2 separate regions of the Macaca mulatta genome follow, and region 2 is linked to region 1. Evidence: chromatin contacts called from public Hi-C data. All regions are on one chromosome and are shown on one strand. Each heading gives the region's core, a stretch centred on a gene start, on an enhancer-like site or on the middle of the called end of the contact. The rest is flanking DNA. Distances are from core to core; before and after follow the strand shown.

Region 1 (5,376 bases), core at 1,943-4,442:
AGTGGTAGAACCAGGACTCAACCCCAGGCAGTCTGGCACCAGAATCCACATCCTCACCCATACTGCAATATTCCCTCTAGGATGTGATACATGAAATGTATCTCTAGTGTTCAAATAAGTAAGGCCAATGCCAGTGAAAAACAATGCTTTTTTTTCCTTTAAAACAGGGTCTCACTCTGTCGCCCAGGCTGAATGCAGTGGTGTGATCAATCATGGCTCAATGCAGCCTTGACCTTCTGGGCTCAAGTGATCCTCCTTGAGTAGCTGGGATTACAGGTGTGAGCCACTGTGCCCTGCTGAAAAAGGATTCTTTTATTTTTTTATTTTTTTATTTTTTTTGAGCCAGAGTCTTCTGTTGCCCAGGCTGGAGTGCAAGTAGCACGATCTCAGCTCACTGTAAGCTCCGCCTCCCAGGTTCAAGCAATTCTGCTCTTCAGCCTCCCACGTAGCTGGGACTATAGGTGCGCCACCACGCCCAGTTAATTTTTGTATTTTTAGTAGAGATGGAGTTTCACTGTGTTGCCTAGGCTGATCTCGAACTCCTGAGCTCAGGCAATCTGTCTGCCTCAGCCTCCTGAAGTGCTGGGATTACAGGGATAAGCCACCACATCCGGCTCTTTTTCTTTTTCTTTTCTTTCTTTCTTTCTTTCTTTTTTTTTTTGAGATGGAGTTTCGCTCTGTCACCCAGGCTGGAGTGCAGTGGCGTGATCTTGGCTCACTGCAACCTCCGCCTCCCAGATTCAAACAATTCTTCTGCCTCAGCCTCCTAAGTAGCTGGAAATACAGGCGTGCACCACCATGCCCAGCTAATTTTTGTATTTTCAGTAGAGATGGGGTTTTGCCATGTCAGCCGGGCTGATCTCAAACTCTTGACCTCAGGTGATCCGTTTGCCTCGGCCTCCCAAAGTGCTGGGATAAAAGGCGTGAACCGCCATGCCCTGCTGAAAAAGGATTCTTTATAAACAAAAATAAGAGTTGCTTCTATTTCTAGAAATGTGGAGCCCTCAAGAATTTTAATAACAGAATTGGCGGGGAGTGGTGTCTGATACCTGTAATCCCAGCACTTTGGGAGGGCGAGGCGGGTGGATTGCTTGAGTCCAGGAGTTTGAGACCGGCCTGGGCAACATGGTGAAATCCTGTCACAACAAAAAAATAAGAATTAGCTAGGTGTGGTGGTATGCACCGGTAGTCCCAGCTACTAGGGAGGCTGAAGTGGGAGGATTGCTTGTGCCTGGGAGGTCGAGGCTGCAGTGAGCTGTGATCGTGCCACTGCACTCCAGTCTGGGTGACCAAACAAGACCCTGTCTCAAAAAAAAAAAAACAAGAATACCAGAATTATTATCATGTAATTCAGCACCTCTTGTGTGCCAGACACAGCACTAAGTGCTCTGCATACTTTGTCACTGAACTATCCCAACAATTTTCTGAGATGGGTTTAGATATGATTCTCATTTCACAGATGAGGCTTAGAGGGGTTAAGACATTTGCTCAAGGTTACACAGCAAAGCCCTATAGCCTTTTTTTTTTTTTTTTTTTTTTTAATGGAGTCTCCCTCTGTCGCCCAGGCTGGAGTGCAGTAGTGCGATCTCGGCTTACTGCAACCTCCACCTCGCAGGTTCAAGTGATTCTCCTGCCTCAGCCTCCCAAGTAGCTGGGATTACAGGCACCTGCCACCACGTCCAGCTAGTTTTTGTGTTTTTAGTAGAGATGGGGTTTCGCCATGTTGGCCAGGCTCTTCTCGAACTCCTGACCTCGGGTGATCCGCCCGCCTCAGCCTCCCAAAGTGTTGGGATTACAGGCGTGAGCCACCGTGCCCAGCCCCGGTAAACTTCTTAGTGAGTTCCTAGTAGTTCTCTAAGGTAAGGCGCTGGAGGAGAGAAGGAAGTTCCTGCTGCTCCTGCTGCATGTGTCAGCCTCCCTTCTTCCTCCCCAGGGCTGCAAGTGGAATTCATCAACCCCATCTTCGAGTTCTCCAGGGCCATGAATGAGCTGCAACTTAATGATGCTGAGTTTGCTTTGCTCATTGCCATCAGCATCTTCTCTGCAGGTGTGGAGGAGGGGCAATGGGAAACAGCAAGAGACTTGCACCAAGGAGGGCTGCAGGCCCCACAGGAATCAGGGGGTGGCTTGGGAGGGTGGAGGCATTTGCTCTGTTATTTAGGGATGAGAGAGCTTGGCTGGAGCATGTCTCTATATTTTGGTTGCAACTTGGGGTATGGAACTGGACCCTGGCCAGACCTGCTTCTCAACTCTCTTGGTGACCTATAGACCGGCCCAATGTGCAGGACCAGCTCCAGGTAGAGAGGCTGCAGCACACATATGTGGAAGCCCTGCATGCCTACGTCTCCATCCACCATCCCCATGTGAGTCTCCCCATGGTGCCCCTTTTCCTCCTTCCCACACACAGGCCCATTCCCTGATACACCTACTTTCCCTTCAAGAATTTCTCTCTGACTGCATGGTGTGCAGACAACTCACCTCTCCCACAACTCCCCTACCCTTGCCCCGCTTCCCTGCAGACAGGCAAAAGCTGTTCTTGTCTCTCTCCTTTCCCCAGGACCGACTGATGTTCCCACGGATGCTAATGAAACTGGTGAGCCTCCGGACCCTGAGCAGCGTCCACTCAGAGCAAGTGTTTGCACTGCGTCTGCAGGACAAAAAGCTCCCACCGCTGCTCTCTGAGATCTGGGATGTGCACGAATGACTGTTCTTTTCTCATATTTTGTTTTCTGGGCCGGATGGCTGAGGCCTGGTGGCTGCCTCCTAGAAGTGGAACAGACTGAGAAGGGCAAACATTCCTAGGAGCTGGGCAAGGAGATCCACCCGTGGCATTAAAAGAGAGTCAAAGAGTTGGGAGTTTTGTGGCTACTGAGCAGTGGGGCGCCCGCTAACGCTGTGCTGTATCTGAAGACCACACTGATCCCACAAACGGATGGGCCTGGGGGCCACTTTGCACAAGGTTCTCCAGCGCCCTGCCCATCCTGCCTCCACCACTTCCTGTTTTTCCCACAGGGCCCCAAGAAAAATTCTCCACTGTCACTTTGTGGTATGGCCATAAATGTCTCAGCGCCGCCTCACTGATAGGTCTGGTACTGTTTGAACAGGAAGATCAAAATGAATACAAAATGAGAGAAACCAATGTCTGTATTGGGGGTGGGGACACGGTAGTAGAGGAGGAAGCCTGCGATCTTTAGGATCCGCCTCCAGGCTCAGAGGAGGGAGGGTCACAAGTGACAGGCTTGGCCGTGAGAGGGGGCCTCTTCTTACTAACCCCCACTGCGCCATATGAATAAATGGAATGCTGAGGCTTAGGCGCCCCCTTCCCCTGCTGGGATCCAGGTAGGATCCGGTTGCCTTTCTGCGGGGGAGGAGGAAGTGTTGGATTTCAGCGCTAAGGCCTCGGCTGTGCACCTCACGTGCGTGTCTAGCATGCCGTAGTTTTTCCTTTGGCATCTGAAAAAGGCACAACCTGAAAGACCCAGAACCCAGTTTCGGCCCCCAGGTCCTTTGGGACAGGAAGAGAAGAGTCGTGTGGCCGCGAGGAGGCTGTCCTGCGGCGGGGCTGGCCTCGCAGACGCAGGGGACTCCATTTCCCAGCGGGCGCCGCGGCGCTGCCACGCCCCCCTCCCCGCGCGCGCCCGAAGGAGGTAACCGCGGCCGCGCGCCCCCCTGCGCCCCCGCGGCCCAGGATTGGTAGGCTCCACCGCGCGACAGCCGGCTTGGGCTCCGAGCACCGCCAAAGCGAGTGAGGTGTGGGAGCAGGGGGATGGGGAGCCCGTCAGGAAGTCTCAGGGGCCGATTATCTTGGGAAGTGACTTTCAGAGGAATCCACATGTCGTCGAAATGGGCGCTATGACCCCGTCGGGTTAAAGTCTTTCTGAGCGACCCAAACAGAAGGTACTGCCGTGTGTCCTCCCCTTTGCACGCGACGGCGCTGGGTCGGCCTGGCGCGCCCTCCCGTGCCCATGGGCGCTAGACTAGGTGTGTGCGCAGCCGCTGTCTCCGGAGGTCGGCCCCGCCCCGCGGCGCTTGGCTCGGCGCAGCCCCGGCCCCCCGGGCTGAATGGTACGGCCCCGGCCCCGGCCTCCCCCTCCGCACCCCGCGCGAGTGGTGCGCGCCCCCCAGTGCAGACGCGGAACTGGCGCCCGTTCGGAGCGGCGCCGCGCTGGGGAGCGACTGACGCCCCGCTGCCGGGGACGTCGGTCCGGGCCTGGCCAGTCCCCCAGAGCTTGGGAGGTAGGAGAGTCTGGGCCGGTGGGGGTTTTGGGCGAGCGTCTGGGGACTCCGAGTGGGAGACGGGCTCTGAGAGGACACCGTGGCTCTTGGAGGAAGGGGTCTCTGAGGAGGCTCTGGAGGAGTGTGAAAGGGCGTGGGGCGGGGCCAGGGATGGGGGCGCCCCGGGCCGAGGAGGGGGCTCGGGCTACTGGGCTTGGTTCCTGCGGGGCGGGCGGCGCGGGTTCGGGTTCGGGGCGGGGGCGGGGGCGGAGGAGAACTGTCCAGCAGGTGAGGGGGCGGGCAGAGCTGGGCAGCCTTGGGGCCCGATCCCGCACAGCGCTTGGCGGGTGTGCTTGTGCGTGTGCGTGCATGCGCCTTATTTTTGGCTGAAATTTGGAGAACCACGTTTGGTTCTCAATAATTGTTTTTTGTTTTTTTAATTTGATGTTTCAAAATTGACTTGCTGGAGAGTGAGAACGCTATTTCATCTTTCTGCAGTCACTCTCCTCCCTATCCTCGTGTATCTACCTTCTTCCACCTTTCCCTGCCCTTCCCTCTACCCCAACCCTGCCAGCTGCCAGCCTCCTTGCTCCAGTTCTTCCGCACGCTGGACCAGTCCGTGCTGATGAGCTTGCAAGGTCACTGCCTGGGGAGGTAGAGGAGGGGAGGAGAGCCTCCTGTTGTGCTCACGTCAGCAGAGATGTCATATTGCTCTCTGGTTCCTGTGGTTTTACTGTGAGATCCTGTGCAAAATGAGGGACGAATCCAAAGGGTTGGTTAGCATGGCCATTTCTGCTGAAAAGACATAGATAACTTAGAAGTTTGTGAATCCTAATTCTACCTCTGGGTGGAGCTGATGGTGATGTCGGACTTCAGCAGATAGATATGCATTTTGAGCTTTATGCTTTTGGAATACATGAAGACAGGAACCAGAGGCTCTATGTTAGTAAATATGGTTGAGGCTACAGGCAAGAGTCGGAGCCTCGTTGGTTGTGAAGACAGAGTGTGAGTTGTGGGTGATGTTAGAGGGTTTAGTCTTTAGAGGAGTTAAAGATGTTAATCTTTGTGGGGAGGGGAGAGAGGAGACAATGAGAAGAAAAATCTTAGTTATCTCTGCAGTCTGAATAACTGAAGGCAGTGGCTGCTGATTAGATGAATTCT
Region 2 (5,819 bases), core at 728-3,227, 95 kb before region 1:
ATCAAAGCAAATGGAATCTATAGCCATGATCACAGAAGGCCTTGGCCTTGGTAAACTGCTTGTCAAGAACAATTGGGAAAAACGTTCCTTGTGGGCACTCACTTGAGTGTGTTCTGTGAAGAAATCAGAGTCCTTCTTCTCCGGGGAGTGATTAGGAACGGCACTACTTATGTTGTCTATCCAAAGCTAGAAAGGAGAAGGCACCCCTGAAACACAGGGCTCTGAATACTCCTAACCCTCCCACCCCAGCCCCAAGAACAGGCACTTACATCAGTGCCGTGCCTAGCCAGGGCCGCACTCCCCAGCTGCCGGATCTTCTCCCGGTACATCTGGGCAGCTCGGCTATTGTATTTGGTGTTGGCATCATTGGCTGTGCATCCATGTTGGCGGAAAAAAGCCGTCTGGAGAGCAAAGAAGAGAGCAGCGCGTGCTACAGGTGATTCTCAAGAAGGAAATGTGTTGGCTGTAGGAGGCATCCCCTTATGACAGTCGAGTTATTATCTATACAGGATGATACATGCTACTGACACTGGTTTTTCAGAGATACAGTTCCTCGAAATTCCTGCAAAAAAACACCTTGCAGCCTGCCATCCTCTGATATGACTGAAGCCCAGGCCTCACTGAACCCTGCCTGAGGACAACATACCATTCCCAGCCTCCCCATCCTTCATCCAGGGCAGGCCCACAAGACTCAATGACTGTGAAGGCTCCAACTCCTGAGGCTTTTCCCCAAGAACACCTGCCCAGTTTAATTGGAATTTGAAACCCATTTAAGAGAAGCTGTGACCAGTTTCGAAGTTTTTAGAAAATGGCTTATGGTGGTGTTATAGAACAGAGAACCCTCTGAACAGGGAAACCGAGAGGGCCTCTTAGGGAGTCGTGCAAAGTTAGTACCCAGGCAGAAGAATGGAAGGTGGGGAAGGTAGAAGGAGCTTTACCGCATTGGCATTCCCGCCGACCTGCATACACCTCAGCTGGAACCAGTTCCAGTTGGAATCCAACTCTGTGGACCTGTGTACAAGGGCTGCGTCTCACCCACCAGCAGATACCAGCAGAAGGGTTTCCCTGGCGGCCCGATACCTGTCACTTGGTCTCAGGCTGCTGTAGGCACTCAGGAAACATTAATCAGCCATCACCCCATTTCCTCCACACTACCCTGCCCATGAAAACTTTGCTCTTCATTCATCTACTCCAAAGAGTACTAATTATGTCCCCAGATCCGAAAGGAGGTCACGTTCTCAGGCACGCACCCCTGGATTTGGCTTTCCCCTAATGGATGGTCACAATTTCACTAGAGACATATTGGGCCAACAACATATCAGCAACAAGGTCAATGCCTCCCTTTCCTCCCAACCAACGCTCAGAGTCTCAAGTCTGACCATCAAAAAACAGCGAGTTTTGGCCCAGAAGCGGAGACGGACCGCCTATGTGCCAAGGAGCCCACACAGGTGGTTCCCTCCGGCAGGAGGCTACCGGACCCTCTCGGCCCAGAGGCTTCCCGCTGAATTCAAAGCGGTCCAAGTCGAGGCAGCCACTCTCCCTTGTTGCCCACACAGCCCTGGCCGGCCCGGTGGAAACACGGCAACCGCGCGGAAACCCAACCTGATGAAGCTCAGATGGACGCCCAGGGAGCGGTGCACCCCGGAACAGTCAATGCACAAGAAAACACCATACGTGATGCTGGCCCAACTCGGATTCTTGGCGCCGCAGTCGAAACAGGCCTGGGTGGAGGAAGCGATGAGCGAATGATCAGGGACCCCGAGTAAAGGCCAGGCGCAGACACCCCAGAAAAACAACCCACCTCCGCCCTTCTCCCTCCCTCAGGCCCCAGCGGGACGACAGACTCCGCGCTACCCCTGCTCACGCACCTTGTTGGTTGGAACTGCGCGAAGCCTCTTAAAAAGAGTCTGGATTTCGGTCTTGTTCGGCTCCGCCGCCATTTTCTCTCCTTCCCAGACACAACCGCGACAGACGGGTCCCGCCGCGGGCCAATCCACGGCGGGGAGGGCGGGCTCACCAGGTCAGCCTTAGCTGTGCCCGGGCCAGCCGAGGAGTGGGGTGATTGGGGCCCGATCTGGACCAATGGGCAGCCGGCAGGACGGGGACAGTGACGTCAGCCGCGGCCGTAAGAATCAACGACGCGCCGGGCCAATCCGCAGCCGGGACGGAGCGACGGCGGGCGAACCGGCCCAAACCTCCTCGCGCGCACAGCCCCCAACGCCTCAGTCCCCAGGTGGAGTCGCCCCTACGCCGCGCAGGCTGCGGGAGCTTGGGGGCGGGGACCCCCACTCCAGCCAATTACAGATCGATGAGTAAGGATTAGGCTGCCCAAGTGCTCCTCTTCCCTCCGGCCTGAACGGGCAGACGTACTGGCCGGCCTCTCGCCCAGCCTCCAGCCGTTCTCGGCTCACAGCAAGCCTGACAGCGAGTCCCCTCCACCCCAGATTAGGATCTCAAAACTCCAGAGCAGGTACCAAGCAGGCAAACCCTTTTCCAACCCCGGCTCCATAACAGACGCTAGGCCTCTCTCTAGATGCCTTCTGGAGGCCTGGCAAGGGTGTCCTATCAAAAAAATGCACATGAGCCCGACAGTGGTTTTTTTGTTTTTGTTTTGTGTGTGTGTGTGTGTCAAGTTTTAATACACGCTAGAACAAGCCACAAAAGAGGGTGCTGCTAGGCCGGAACTACACTCACCCCAAGCCCACCTCAGGAACCCCAAAGCAGAGGTCAGGAACTGAGTTCACAGCTCCTGGGGAGGCCCAGGCACCGCTGAACCCTGTCACTTCTGACCTCCCATCTTGCCCTCAGCCTAGACTCATCCCTCCCTGCCAGTTCCTTCCTAGACAAAGGCCCCTCCCCTCCCTGGGTCCCAGGACTTCCTCCCTCAAGGGACAGAGGAGCAGCAGGGGAGCGACGGTTCAGGGCCCTGAGGGTCTGGCTCTCCAGGAGAAGCTGGGCTCTCACCCAGGGTGGGTAAGCATCGCAGAAGGGCTGTCAGGACACTCAGGCGCCCACGCACTCCACGTAGTTGGCAGGGTACAGGCCAATGCGGCCACTCTGCAACTGGCCTTGGCACCAGCCCTGCTCGTCCTCCTCACTCATCTTCAGCAGCTCCTCCCCTGAGGGAAAGGGGATTGGTCACTGCTAGTGGCCCTGGCCCAGCCCATTCCTGCAACTGGGTCAAGGACTGAGGGGGATGGTGTGGTCCCAGAGCCCAGCTAGCAAAGACATGGCTCAGACAGAGGCAGGTCAAGGTCAGCAAGCTGCCCCACCCCAGACCCCGAATGCAGCCACCAGGCACCAGCTGTCTGGACCTGGAACAGCTGAAGGGCCAGAGGACTGGCCCTTAAGAAGTGGGTATTTGGCTTTCCTTTGTGACATCCCTGCTCAGGCGGGTAAAGCAGAGACCGACTGAAGCTAGGAAAGGGGTCCCAGGGTACCTGCTCGGAAGCTCAGCTCATCAGCTTCCTGGCCAGCATAGTCATAGAGTGCCCGCACCCGAACCCCGGTGGCAGCCTTCCGGGGACTCTCTTCATCTGACCACTCCTCATCCTGCCCTGTGCTGGAGAGGGCAGGCAAAGGGAGCAGCTCAGTGTGCAAGGAACACGGGGCTGGAGATCTCACCCAGGATCAGGGCAAAGGCCTCCCTACCCCCAGAGGCACCTGGGAGAGGCAGGTGAGGTGCTGAAAGGTTCTAGCTCTATCTCGCCATGCGGGACTCTGAGCAGAGGCAATTCCTGCCACACGCAGCTGATTTAAGGCATAAACGAGAGGGAACGTGGGAAATGCCTGGCAAATCTAAACCACCGTGAGAACCGGTATCATTACAACTACTAAGTAGTCCCTCAGGTCCCCGGCACCAGTTTTCAACCCATTTCAGGTGTGAAGGGAATGAAACCAAGGAGAAAGGAGTGGAGGGTGGGAGGCAGAGCTGTTTCTTTGCCACAGCCACGCTCCTGGCTCTCACCCTGGGGACCCCGGGGACTGGGGTGGGGGTGCGGTGCCATCTCTTGTGGGCACGATGCTGGTCAAGGTAACCTCATCAGGGCTCCGGCCACCCTTCTCTTTCCGACTGATTGTCCTCTGTGTGTCCAAGGACCACTCCTGTGGGGACAGTGCTTAGTCAGGTGAGGCCATCCAGACCACCTTCGCTTACTTCACCCCTAGCCCTGGCCGAGCTGAGTGGGAGCCCATCCCACCTCCCAGCCCCACCCCGCCTGGAACACATGCCTCAAACTGTGGCCAGTTCATGGCCATGCCTGGCCCGTGGGTGCTGCGCCACCAGCGCAGATCCTCTTCGTCACTGGCTGCCTCGATGCCCTGGTGCAAGTCGCGGTGGAGTTCATGGAACCTATGGCCCAAGGCACACCCTCAGTCTAGGAAGTCTAGAACCTGCATCCCTCAGTCCCAGCCAGGGCCTAGGGGAGATGGAGGAGACCCAGTACTACCCCAGATCTCCACGCCCACTAGGCAGCCCATACTTCTCACTGCTGGAAAGGTCCAGGTGCTGGTGTAAGGTGAGCAGCATGTCCTTGAAGAAAAGAAGCCGCTGGCGCTCGGCGGCCTGGCAGGTCTCAAAGGCCTGCTCCATGTCTTCCATGTAGCGTGGAGTGTAGCGATGCAGCTCTGCCAGCGTCTGCTCATACTGAGCTTTTGTCTGGGTGGGAGAGGAGGGTTCTGGTGAGGACCAGACCTTCTTCCACCCAGGACTCCACCAGTGTTTACCAAACACTGCCATGGGCTGCTAGACCCGGGGTTAGCCACTAGGGGCTATCAGTCCTAAGACCCAACTCCTGCCCTCAAGAACTCCAGCAGCCTAACAAGGGAGGTGACATCAGGTGCAGCGGATAAAAGAGTGTGGTGAAGACTGAAATGAGGTCAACCTACAGGAAAGGATGGGAGATACCAGAAAAGGCTTCCTGGAGGAGGTGGAAACTGCAGCATCTCAGGATGGTAAGGATTTGCATATGCAGAGCTGCAGGAAAGGACACCAGGCAGAGGGATACTGTGCAAGGAAAGAGCTGGAAGTTCTCAACTGCTGAAGTCATCCCAGTGCCTGAAACTCCATTTCTTTCCCTAGGTAAAGTATCACCTTTTGTCGGGTTCCTCCTTTAAATGATCATCTAGAGAGAGGGTGGCAAGTGAGGATTAGGGTAATAAGAGTGCTGGGGACTGGACAAGGTGTTCAAGGAGCAAGACTCATTCAGGAAGCCATGCCCTGGGCGGGAGCCAGGGCTGGTACCTGAGGCCCGTACCTTCTCGGCCTCCTTGGCACAGCGTTCCACCCGTTCCTGCAGTTTGCGCAGCTGCTCCTGGGAGACGGCGCTGTCTGCCTTCGCATGGCTCTCCCTTGTCTGGGCTGTCTTCTCGTCCTTCCGGGCTGCATGGTAGCTTTTCTTGGAAGCCTCAACCTGGCATGTATGGGGACCACGCTGGACCCTGGATGCCACACCCTGGCCCCCTCGATCCCTGGCAGACCAGGAAGGAGCCTGCCTCAGATACCTCTCCCACCCAGCCTCACCTCCTTCAGCCTCTTCAGCCAGGGCTTCTGGGCCTTGCGGAAGCCGTCCTCAGCCGCCCGGCTCTCGCGGAAGCCACCCAGCACAGGCCGGTGGAAAGCCCCCCGCTGCCAGGCGCGCACCCGCTCACTGTCCTGCCCTTGCAGCTTCTCCCGAACCTCCAGGTGCAGGGCGCTCAGCCGCTCGGCCGCCGTGAAAAAGGCATGCCAGGCCTTCTCCAGTGTGCCATACTGGGGGCCTGCAGGGAAGGACAGGGCTTGGGCCAGTCCTGGGTACCACCCAAAATAAGCCCAGCCCCTC

Evidence for each region. A called contact is a pair of places that touch in the nucleus more often than the background predicts.
Region 2: a Hi-C map of liver shows a contact between it and region 1, with 1.9 times the contacts expected there. The contact joins the promoter of ARFGAP2 here to the promoter of MADD in region 1. A contact is called at or near these places in 3 of 14 Hi-C or Micro-C datasets (fetal cortex germinal zone, fetal cortical plate and liver).

The regions. Positions count from the first base shown.
Region 1 is chr14:18,327,952-18,333,327 of T2T-MMU8v2.0, reverse strand. It overlaps MADD (MAP kinase activating death domain), which reads left to right and starts at 3,192. Exons shown (of 35, transcript XM_077962850.1): 1 at 3,192-3,339. It overlaps NR1H3 (nuclear receptor subfamily 1 group H member 3), which reads left to right. Exons shown (of 10, transcript XM_077962937.1): 8 at 1,934-2,047; 9 at 2,269-2,363; 10 at 2,558-2,847. The coding sequence ends at 2,704. LOC144334233 (a long non-coding RNA gene) reads right to left here. Exons shown (of 3, transcript XR_013403857.1): 2 at 5,057-5,119; 3 at 4,627-4,958.
Region 2 is chr14:18,421,662-18,427,480 of T2T-MMU8v2.0, reverse strand. ARFGAP2 (ADP ribosylation factor GTPase activating protein 2) reads right to left here and starts at 1,977. Exons shown (of 17, transcript XM_077963057.1): 1 at 1,869-1,977; 2 at 1,603-1,721; 3 at 895-1,011; 4 at 270-430; 5 at 103-186. The coding sequence starts at 329. It overlaps PACSIN3 (protein kinase C and casein kinase substrate in neurons 3), which reads right to left. Exons shown (of 11, transcript NM_001266225.1): 5 at 5,522-5,757; 6 at 5,256-5,411; 7 at 4,482-4,657; 8 at 4,231-4,351; 9 at 3,968-4,104; 10 at 3,441-3,562; 11 at 2,592-3,119. The coding sequence ends at 3,004.